3 separate regions of the Mus musculus genome follow, and all the other regions are linked to region 3. Evidence: chromatin contacts called from public HiChIP or PLAC-seq data. All regions are on one chromosome and are shown on one strand. The core of a region is the stretch at or near the end of the contact, and the rest is flanking DNA. Distances in the headings are between cores, read along the strand shown. Region 1 overlaps Tnip3 (TNFAIP3 interacting protein 3). Region 2 overlaps LOC108169147 (a long non-coding RNA gene). Region 3 has its middle 52 kb from the start of 2610300M13Rik.

Evidence for each region. HiChIP or PLAC-seq counts read pairs in DNA pulled down with a chosen protein or histone mark.
Region 1: a contact with region 3 is called in an H3K27ac HiChIP or PLAC-seq map of CD8 T cells, with 7 times the contacts expected there. The contact joins two enhancer-like sites. A contact is called at or near these places in 6 of 115 datasets of contacts at active chromatin or transcription factors (the 230-238 cell line, CD8 T cells, a colorectal cancer cell line and 3 more).
Region 2: a BATF HiChIP or PLAC-seq map of CD8 T cells shows a contact between it and region 3, with 6 read pairs. The contact joins two enhancer-like sites. A contact is called at or near these places in 3 of 115 datasets of contacts at active chromatin or transcription factors (CD8 T cells, astrocytes and cardiomyocytes).

Annotation. Positions count from the first base shown.
Region 1 is chr6:65,610,651-65,613,469 of GRCm38.p6, reverse strand. The region is part of intron 6 of Tnip3 (TNFAIP3 interacting protein 3); the gene reads right to left. Among named protein-coding and RNA genes, the nearest start is that of Tnip3, 22 kb to the right of the region's middle. Within about 2 kb of position 1,444, at least 46 of the 459 cell types and tissues checked have an H3K27ac peak or open chromatin away from gene starts, as enhancers often do. A contact at or near this core is called in CD8 T cells, where this site is marked.
Region 2 is chr6:65,528,636-65,531,704 of GRCm38.p6, reverse strand. All of the region lies in intron 1 of LOC108169147 (a long non-coding RNA gene), which reads right to left. Among named protein-coding and RNA genes, the nearest start is that of Tnip3, 60 kb to the left of the region's middle. Within about 2 kb of position 1,429, at least 7 of the 459 cell types and tissues checked have an H3K27ac peak or open chromatin away from gene starts, as enhancers often do. A contact at or near this core is called in CD8 T cells, where this site is marked.
Region 3 is chr6:66,413,388-66,416,288 of GRCm38.p6, reverse strand. No RefSeq gene overlaps it. Among named protein-coding and RNA genes, the nearest start is that of 2610300M13Rik, 52 kb to the left of the region's middle. Within about 2 kb of position 1,253, at least 27 of the 459 cell types and tissues checked have an H3K27ac peak or open chromatin away from gene starts, as enhancers often do. A contact at or near this core is called in CD8 T cells, where this site is marked.

The DNA of each region.
Region 1 (2,819 bases), core at 195-2,694, 800 kb after region 3:
AGCAAAAAGTCTTCTCAAGGATAAAAGAACCACTGGTGGAATCACCATGCCTGACCTAAAGCTTTACTACAGAGCAATTGTGATAAAAACTGCATGGTACTGGTATAGAGACAGACAAGTAGACCAATGGAATAGAATTGAAGACCCAGAAATGAACCCACACACCTATGGTCACTTGATCTTCGACAAGGGAGCTAAAACCATCCAGTGGAAGAAAGACAGCATTTTCAACAATTGGTGCTGGCACAACTGGTTGTTATCGTGTAGAAGAATGCGAATCGATCCATACTTATCTCCTTGTACTAAGGTCAAATCTAAGTGGATCAAGGAACTTCACATAAAACCAGAGACACTGAAACTTATAGAGGAGAAAGTGGGGAAAAGCCTTGAAGATATGGGCACAGGGGAAAAATTCCTGAACAGAACAGCAACGGCTTGTACTGTAAGATCAAGAATTGACAAATGGGACCTAATGAAACTCCAAAGTTTCTGCAAGGCAAAAGACACCGTCAGTAAGACAAAAAGACCACCAACAGATTGGGAAAGGATCATTACCTATCCAATTTAACAATTTCTAGTGAACTGAGGAGGAAACCACGGGCATCTTGGGAATACAGTGAAGTTCAGGAGGAAAAGCTGGACAAAGCTTCTTTCCTGCTGCAGCTCCAGAGAAGATTGGCTCCACATTGCACAATAGGTACACTAAATGGAATACACACACACACACTGTGTGTGTGTGTGTGTGTGTGTGTGTGTGTGTGTGTGCTGTGTATGTGTGTATTTTTTCTTGAAGCTTCCTCCTAAGTTTCCACCTACCTGTTGATTTTTAGGGAACAAGACAGCTGCGCTGAATAAATGATACTTTATTGTGTTGGCTAGTTTTATATCAACTTTACACAAGCTATTGTCATCTAACAGGAGGAAGCCTCAATTTGGAAAACACTTGCTTAAGATCTGGCTAATTAGCTTGTCATAGGTGGTGCCACCCCTGGGCTGGTGATCCTGGGTTCTGTAAGAAATCAAGCTGAATAAGGCATGGGAAGCAAATGAGTAACCTTCTTTGTGGCCTGCTGCCCCTGTGGTCTCTGCATTAGCTCCTGCCTCTGTGTTCCTATCAAGTTTGAGTTCCTGTCTTGGCTTCCCTCAATGAACTATGATTCACAACTTTTAAGCAAATAAACTCTTTCCTTCCCAATTTGTTTTTTATCATTTTGTGTCATCACACCAGTAGTAGCCCTAACTAAGCCCCAACACTTATCATATCCTAAACTACCAGGAAAATTTTAAGCCACTGGCTTGGTATTTAACCTCTTGGAATGAAGGTTAGTCAGCTCTTTCAGATCACAGCAGTCTGACCCAACTCACCCCTCAGACACCTAGGCTCTTGACTCTTTGGCCCATGAAAGAACTGCAAGAGGAAATGAGATCAGCTGTTTCTTTATCTTCTTGTTTATTTTTAGATGGCACAAGTAGCACATGGTGCAGCTAAGTGATGTGAGCCCCACCTTTCTATTCTAGGAGAGCTGCCAACAGGAGGTAAGAAAGTGTAATCTTACCAACATTAATGAGCTATGATTTAATTCAGGGGCAGATGTAAAGAAATATGAATTATTCCTTTAAAATTCTCCTTGAGGCTGAGTTACACTGATTTCATTCAATAGAATAAATACTGTTTTAAATGCAAGCCTTTACTTCTCCTTCATCAAACACTGGCTCTTCTGGTATTAACATTATAATCTAAAATTCTTTCCGGGGAAGTTTACTATGCCATAGGACATGAATTTTTTCCTTCTTCCTGTTAATGAAGGTTGACAGAAGCAGCTAACCATATCTATTTCAACATAAGGTTGAGTTATTCATGTACCTTGTATTTCACAAGACTATCAAGTTTCTCTTTTTCCTTATACTTCCCACAAACTTAATTTACTTCTATATCCTCGGGAGAAAATTTGTAAGGAGTGATGGCTATGGTGAAAGAGCCCGAGAAGTGTCTCTGGTGAAGACTGAAAAAGTAGGACAGCCAGTAAGAAAAGATAGAGTAGAAGTGACCAGCAACTAGCCACATCTGGGAAAGGCGCAGGTCCAAAGGGACCTCACTAAGTTCCAGTGTCCTGCTCCCCAACAGATACCGTCTGCTCCCAAAGGAGAAGGGTTTAAGTTATACTCTCACACAAAAGTACTAGGGTTCCAGACAACCTGGAGAAATGCATTTTTCTAAGTGCTTTGCTAGGAAAATCCTACTTCAAAGTCTCAGAGCTGAAGTATGATTACATTGCTAATAAAACCTAAAGGCAGAGAGAGAGTTGGTTGTTCATTCCAAGATGTAGAAAATGTATGACCGTTCCACCTGAATGAGAGTTCCACCCATACTGGCAAAGCAGAGTAGAATCAAACAGGGGGATCACAGAGGCAAGAAATATTGCTCCTCGGAAGGACAGCAAAGGTGCTCAGGTTCTGACTCAATCAGGTTCCTGGTCCAAGTCAATTCTGCTTACAAATAACTATTCAACGGTCTTGGCAAACACAGCTACAAAGAAGAATTTTAGTGAGCTACTTTTTTCTTGCATCTTCCAAGACAATTCCTTTTTAACTGGAAAATGTCAAAACTCTTTTGCATCTACCTAGTAAAACTCATGGTAATTCAATAAATAGCACTTTATAACTGAAGAACACAGTGTAGTTTTTTGGTTTGACTATACTTTGTTCACCTTATACGTAAAAATGGCCTTTGGGTGGTGTCACATGTGGTGATTGAGAATAGCCCATGTAAAATATATTTGTCCAAAAAATTAGAGCTCGATTTGGTATCTTTTACTTAA
Region 2 (3,069 bases), core at 180-2,679, 880 kb after region 3:
GTCTCTCCAGTGTGGTCAAACCACTGACAATGCCATCCACACTTGGCACCGTGAGGACACCCTGACTTCTCTGCCCACTTCCTATCTGTTTTTTATGTTACAGCCATGTTCTTAAAACACATTTGCTCTTGTCGTCACCCCTCTTCCCACACACATAGTAAAAACTGTGTGGTCTTCAGTCACAATGATAGAGTTGTTAACACAGCTGAAAAGCTTGGAATCCCTCAGATGGGTCACCAGACTCTCTGCTATTCCCAGATCCTTGCCATTTATGCTCCCCAGTCACCATGGTGACAAGTTCCTCCACAGTGAGTGCTCCTTTCTACTCTGCTCCCTGCTCCCTCTAGACCCATTCTTCCCACAAAAAGCAATCTCTGTATATCCATTAATGTGAACTTTTATGACTTGCTCAGCCCTCTTAGCAGCATGAACTTTGACTTTACTATTTTAGAGCATATCATTGTCTATCCTAGATCATTTTTCTGCATCAGACTGCAAATTCTATGAGCTTGTCGTTCTGTGACAAGCACATGCCCAGTATTCAATGTTTGGTTACATAAGTACCCTACAAACAAGGAATGAATGAACTGAACACTGAGTATGGCAGCAGATCAGCAGATAGGTATACACAGAACTGTACCACAACTGGTACAGAATTTAGAAAACATTTCTCTAATAACACCTTAAACACCATGTTTAGGCTAAATCATTCTTCATACACGAAATAACCTGTTTGTATGTTCAAGAAGCCTTATACCTAAAGCCCCACACAATAGTTCTCTGTGTGTATTTGCATACATGTGTGCAAACATACACACACACACATACACACACACGTGCACAGAAAAATAAAACATACCAATTAACTATCAAACTTAACAAACTTTACAAGCACAAAGAAAAGCCACCACTCCAATATTTCAGAATATTTCTATGAGCAAAAGTAGATGCTCAGCTTTATTTGTTTGTAAACAGTGTCTTCATGTGTAGCTTAGGGTAGCCTCAAACTCACTATGTAACTCAGCTGCCCCAAAACTTTTGTCTGATCTGCCTTAGTCCCCTAGGTATTAGGATTGCAGGTGGACACCATCCTACCCTGTTAGGGTTTTTAAAATATGATAACATAAGTCAACAACAGCAATAAAAGGTATGCCTTCTACATTCCCATTTATCCACTGCCTCTAGTCGACAGAATTCTCACACTTAGCTAGTAGTGAAGTTGCTTATATTGTGGAAGAAATTGGAGGGAAGGAAATTTATACACCTGTCTCATTTACAGTAATGGCTCAAGGGAAATCACGAATGAGAGATCTTTGGCTACACATCATTTGGATAAATCAAAAGAAATAACCAAAGAGCTATAGTTTGAGTTTGAGGTATTTTTTCCATTTCATGTTTCTGAGAAAGGTGTTAAATCAGGGGACTTTTAACACCTGTTTCCTTCTAAGAAATCATTTTGCTGTATATCAGTCAAGTTTTGCTACCACAGATTCTCCATAGTTCAGTCACATCAGGGTACCTGCATTTCTTTCATCTGAGAAAAATGTCACTTGGGGGGCCTCAATTCCAAATATTTCCAAGTCCAGAAATCAGGGACCAGCAGCAGGAAACTCAGTGTCTTTCACCCTAGCTACTAGAAACTACAATCTGTAGACAGTATTGAAAACTTTTTCCAATACTGTGAGTCATGAAAATTAGTGAAGCCAGGATTATTGCAATCCCGCTGAGGTGCACATGGGCTTAGTGAAAACTCATCACCAACCGACTTCTAGCCAATGATGTAGGCCTTCTGCAGATTCCCTCATCTGCAGAAAAATCAGTGTCTCCTTATTCTTGGTCTTTATTCTGCTCTCTCCTAGGAAATACTATTTTATTGAAGCTTTTTATTGAGCAGTTTTAATTAAAGTTCCTCAAATTACAAATTTGTCCTCTTAAGCACTTTAATGGAAAGCTAATTAGATTTAAAATCAAAAGATATGGATCTCACCTATCTCTTACATCCAACAAGCTAGCTGCCCTTTACACTAAGCTTCATCTATGAAGCAGATAGAATGCTTGCCTTTTTCAAAAGAAGGAGCCTAATAGTGAAACAGGATGGTCCATTTTAGAACACCCTTCAGCTCCCCTGACTACCTGATGATTTGATTCCTGGTGTTTCCTGGTGAACTGAAAGTTCTATATGTGGTAGGATTTAAGCTATATTTGATGCGTCAAAACTGACTAAAAATCCTGTAGAGAAAGTGAGTTTTAAGAGCTACAAATGTTATCATGAATGTAATTATTGATGAACGTGGACTACTGTGAGGAAGGACAGAAATGTTGGACTAAAGATGGGTCTTCTCTATTGAAGTTCAGCTCAGGAAAAACCTGTCATAGGTAGTTTTCATATCCACGACAAGTAAGCCAGCCCCACCTCCGTCCTTAGCCTCTTCCTAACAGTATCACTTCCTCCAGACACATGCCCATTTACTTGAAAGGGAAATTGGTAAAGGTCGGGCTGGGCCAATGTTTGTTTACAAACCTGGGGATTGATCTAGGTATTCTTTTATACTATGTAAGCCATCCATCACTCTGCTGCAACCTCACCCCAGCTTATTTGCTTGGCTTCCGCTTCTCTAAGACAAGACTTTGTAATGTTCCTAGATATTCTAATCTGCACTAAATTTTTTAAGATGAAGAATATGGTGTGTTTTTAAGTGTCATCACGGAAACGTCAATCAACCATACACAGTGTAATTCCCGGAGCCACACAGAAAGCACCTTGCAGCTCAATACTCAGGTGATCATCCTCAGATTGACAAAAGTAAACACAAAGAACTGAAGCTGGGAGCACAAAGTCTGGGTTCTACACAGAGCAACAGAAGAGTGAAGTCTGTGTCTCTCGGCTCCCAATGAAAATCAGTGAAAGACAGTCAGTTATGACCATCAGAAATGATGGCTGAGCTCGGACCACACTGATGGAGGCTTTCTCCTGGAGATGAGGGCCAAGATTTGTATCTGAATCTGTTCTTTGGCTTTTATAAGTTGGATGCTCTCAGAACAATTATATCTAAATATTTGTTGTTATTT
Region 3 (2,901 bases), core at 4-2,503:
GTCATGATAGGTCCCTGTTTGTAAGTATAAAAGTGTTAGTGACAGATGTTGGGACCTCCCCCTGACCTGGATTCAACTTTGGGCCAGTCACATTGGACCTCCTTTTCCTCAGGCTCTTCTCCATTTTTGTCCCTGCAAAAGGGACAAAACAATTCAGGAATTCAAGACAGGAACAATTGAATGTGGGATGGCAACCCCATCCCTCCACTTCACGACCTCCCTGTTTTTCTACTGAAGGTGGACTCTACTAGTTCCCTCTCTCCACTGTAGGGCATTTCATCTAAGGGGGGGAGTGGGGAGTCGGGGAGAGAGGGACCTGGGTGGAAAGGGAAGAGGGACCTGGGTGGAAAGGGAAGGGGGAGAAGAGGGGAACACGATCAGGTACTGGGGGTTGGAGGGGAACAGGACTGAAGCCATGAGGGCCAGCAGAAAGAATGGAAACAAGCAACCTTGGGATAGAGTAGGTAGGGGGCCCCTCTATTTTTCAAATTTATAATGAAGGCTCACCTTGGCTGTCCAGAGTCTGTTTTCTGGCTAATGAGACAATTAAAATGTCAAACAAAAAATGGATAAATTTCAATTATAGTTGTGTCCTATGCAATTAAAATGCCTCATAATAGTTTAATTCTCATAAACCAAATGTGAAACCCAGAAACTGAACTCTTAAAAACAGAAAGAAAAAAAAATTCAGGCTGAAGAAAAATAGATAAAGGGTTAATTTACTGACTTAAGGATCTTGGTCTGGTAATTATCATCCCAATAGGATATTTGGCAGACTACAGGAGTTTGATGTGTATAGAATGGCTGTTTCTTAAGTTTATTAGCACAAGTGTGGCATGGTTACCTCATTTTCACTATTATTAAGTCTCCAGATTTTTCCTTCTTCACCAGTAGATTTATAGATAATATCCATCTCATTTTTAATTAATACATATAAAGTAGGGAAAGAAGAGAGAAATATGAAACACAAGTATGTGCATCTTGATGCAAGCTGGAATTTTTATTTCTCACATAATCCAGCCATTAAGCTTGTATCAGAAAAAAATGATGTGCTAAGTCACTGCGCACAAATGGAAAACTGGTTGTTAAAATCATCCCAGTGTAGTCCACGGACGAGGGGAAACCTGGGAACTAGACACACTTCTGCCCTTTTCAAGGCTGGCATTTAATTCATCAAGTCTGCTCACTGTTTTACAAGTGATCTCCAGACCACTTCCTGTGGAGCTGGCTTCCCCGTGGCCTGCAAGACTTCTTTGATCTGTTCTTTGAATTCTCAGACCTCATGTAGCCCTCCCTGGCCACACTGGCTTCTTCTTGCCAGCATTGGATGTTGTGCTTTCTGTTTTCCTTCCTGTAACTTTGTCCCCCTGGATGTCCCATGCCCACCATTTTGCTTAAACCAGGGCAATCTTCGGTTTCTGAAATATACCAGGCCTTCTCCCAACTGAAGTGCTCCCCACTGTCAGGATGAGAACTCTGACCCTGAGGGTTCAGAAGGAAACAGCCTGACCCATCAAGGCAATCTGATAAGCGTCCAATGTAATATGGCCAGTTCTCTGGCATGGAGATCTGTATCTTCTTCTATTTATCCTATAAAGTCTGTCACCTTTTAGCATACCACAGATCTTAATTATTATCCTAAGAATTTGCTGTTTGCCTCCCTTTGCTACAATGCTAATTCCTTAGGGGAAAGGAACTGTTAACCCTTTTTATTTGTTTATTCATTTGAGTTTAAAGGTGCAGGTATGAGAAGCTTTTCAAAACAAAAGAAACCATGTGTTTATCTTTGGAGGCCTGTGGTGGTTCTTTGAACATTTTATTGGCATATGTTTTAAATGGTCTTATTGCTAAGGAACTTCCTTTGTTTGTTTCTAAGCCGTGACTTCTGTCCTCTTTAAGTTGGCAACTGACCTTTGTTGTTTCCTCAAGTTCTAAGAATATAAGAGATATTCTAAATCAGTTCCAGGTTGAGTTGCCAGTGCTGTATCAGAGACTGCCCCCTCTAAAGAGTCAGCAAAAGGTGGGCACCTGAGGGCTGGATAATTGAGTCCTTTTCTGTAACTGTTCAAGGAGGACAAGGAGACAATTCTGTTTTTCTCCTGTAGTCAAATCCCATGTGACTAAATAATTGCTCAAGTGTGTGATGGTGGAGTCAGTTTATTTAGTCAGCAATGTGTTGAGAGCAATAATGTCTTTGATCCCCAAAGGAGAGATACATAGTTAGGAAAATTTCACCCTATTTTTTCATGAAAAATAACTTGAAGGAAACAATTATGGTTTTTGTAGTTCATAAAGTTGTTTTAAATTATATAGTATGGAACATGTTTTCTTCTTGAACTGACTCCTCTCCAGAGAAGGAAAATAAAGTTTACATTTTATAATGAACAGGGCTCCATTTGTATTCTTGGATAGGCTCCACTTGTATTCTTTGATACTGTTGCAACTGAGATGGAAGGTCTACAGAGGATCACCATTTTTTAAAGATGGTAAGAGATACATTTGCTCTCTTCAGAGATGGCAAGAGATACAGTATGCTTTTCTTTTGCTGTGTAAGATTTATGGACTTTTTTTTCCCAAGAGCAATCTTTGTTGCAAACAAAAAACGATTACTGAGAAATAGATGAAAGCTAATTCTGAAATTTTTAAAAACTGAACATCCAAAGGCTAACACGTTCCTTGTCCTTGTTAGTTTTTAGGGAAAGCATTAAGCAACTGGGATGTTCATGATCATTGAACACAAAGAGGAAACAGTTTACTGAAAATGTTGCAGTGTCAGAAGCAAATGATTGTGTGCTGTTTAATTACTGATTTTGTAATATAAAACCTTAATTTTTGTTACCTTCTATTGTAATTGGTGTGAAAAAAATCTATTCAATTGAGGGATGAAATCTGAAAGCCAAA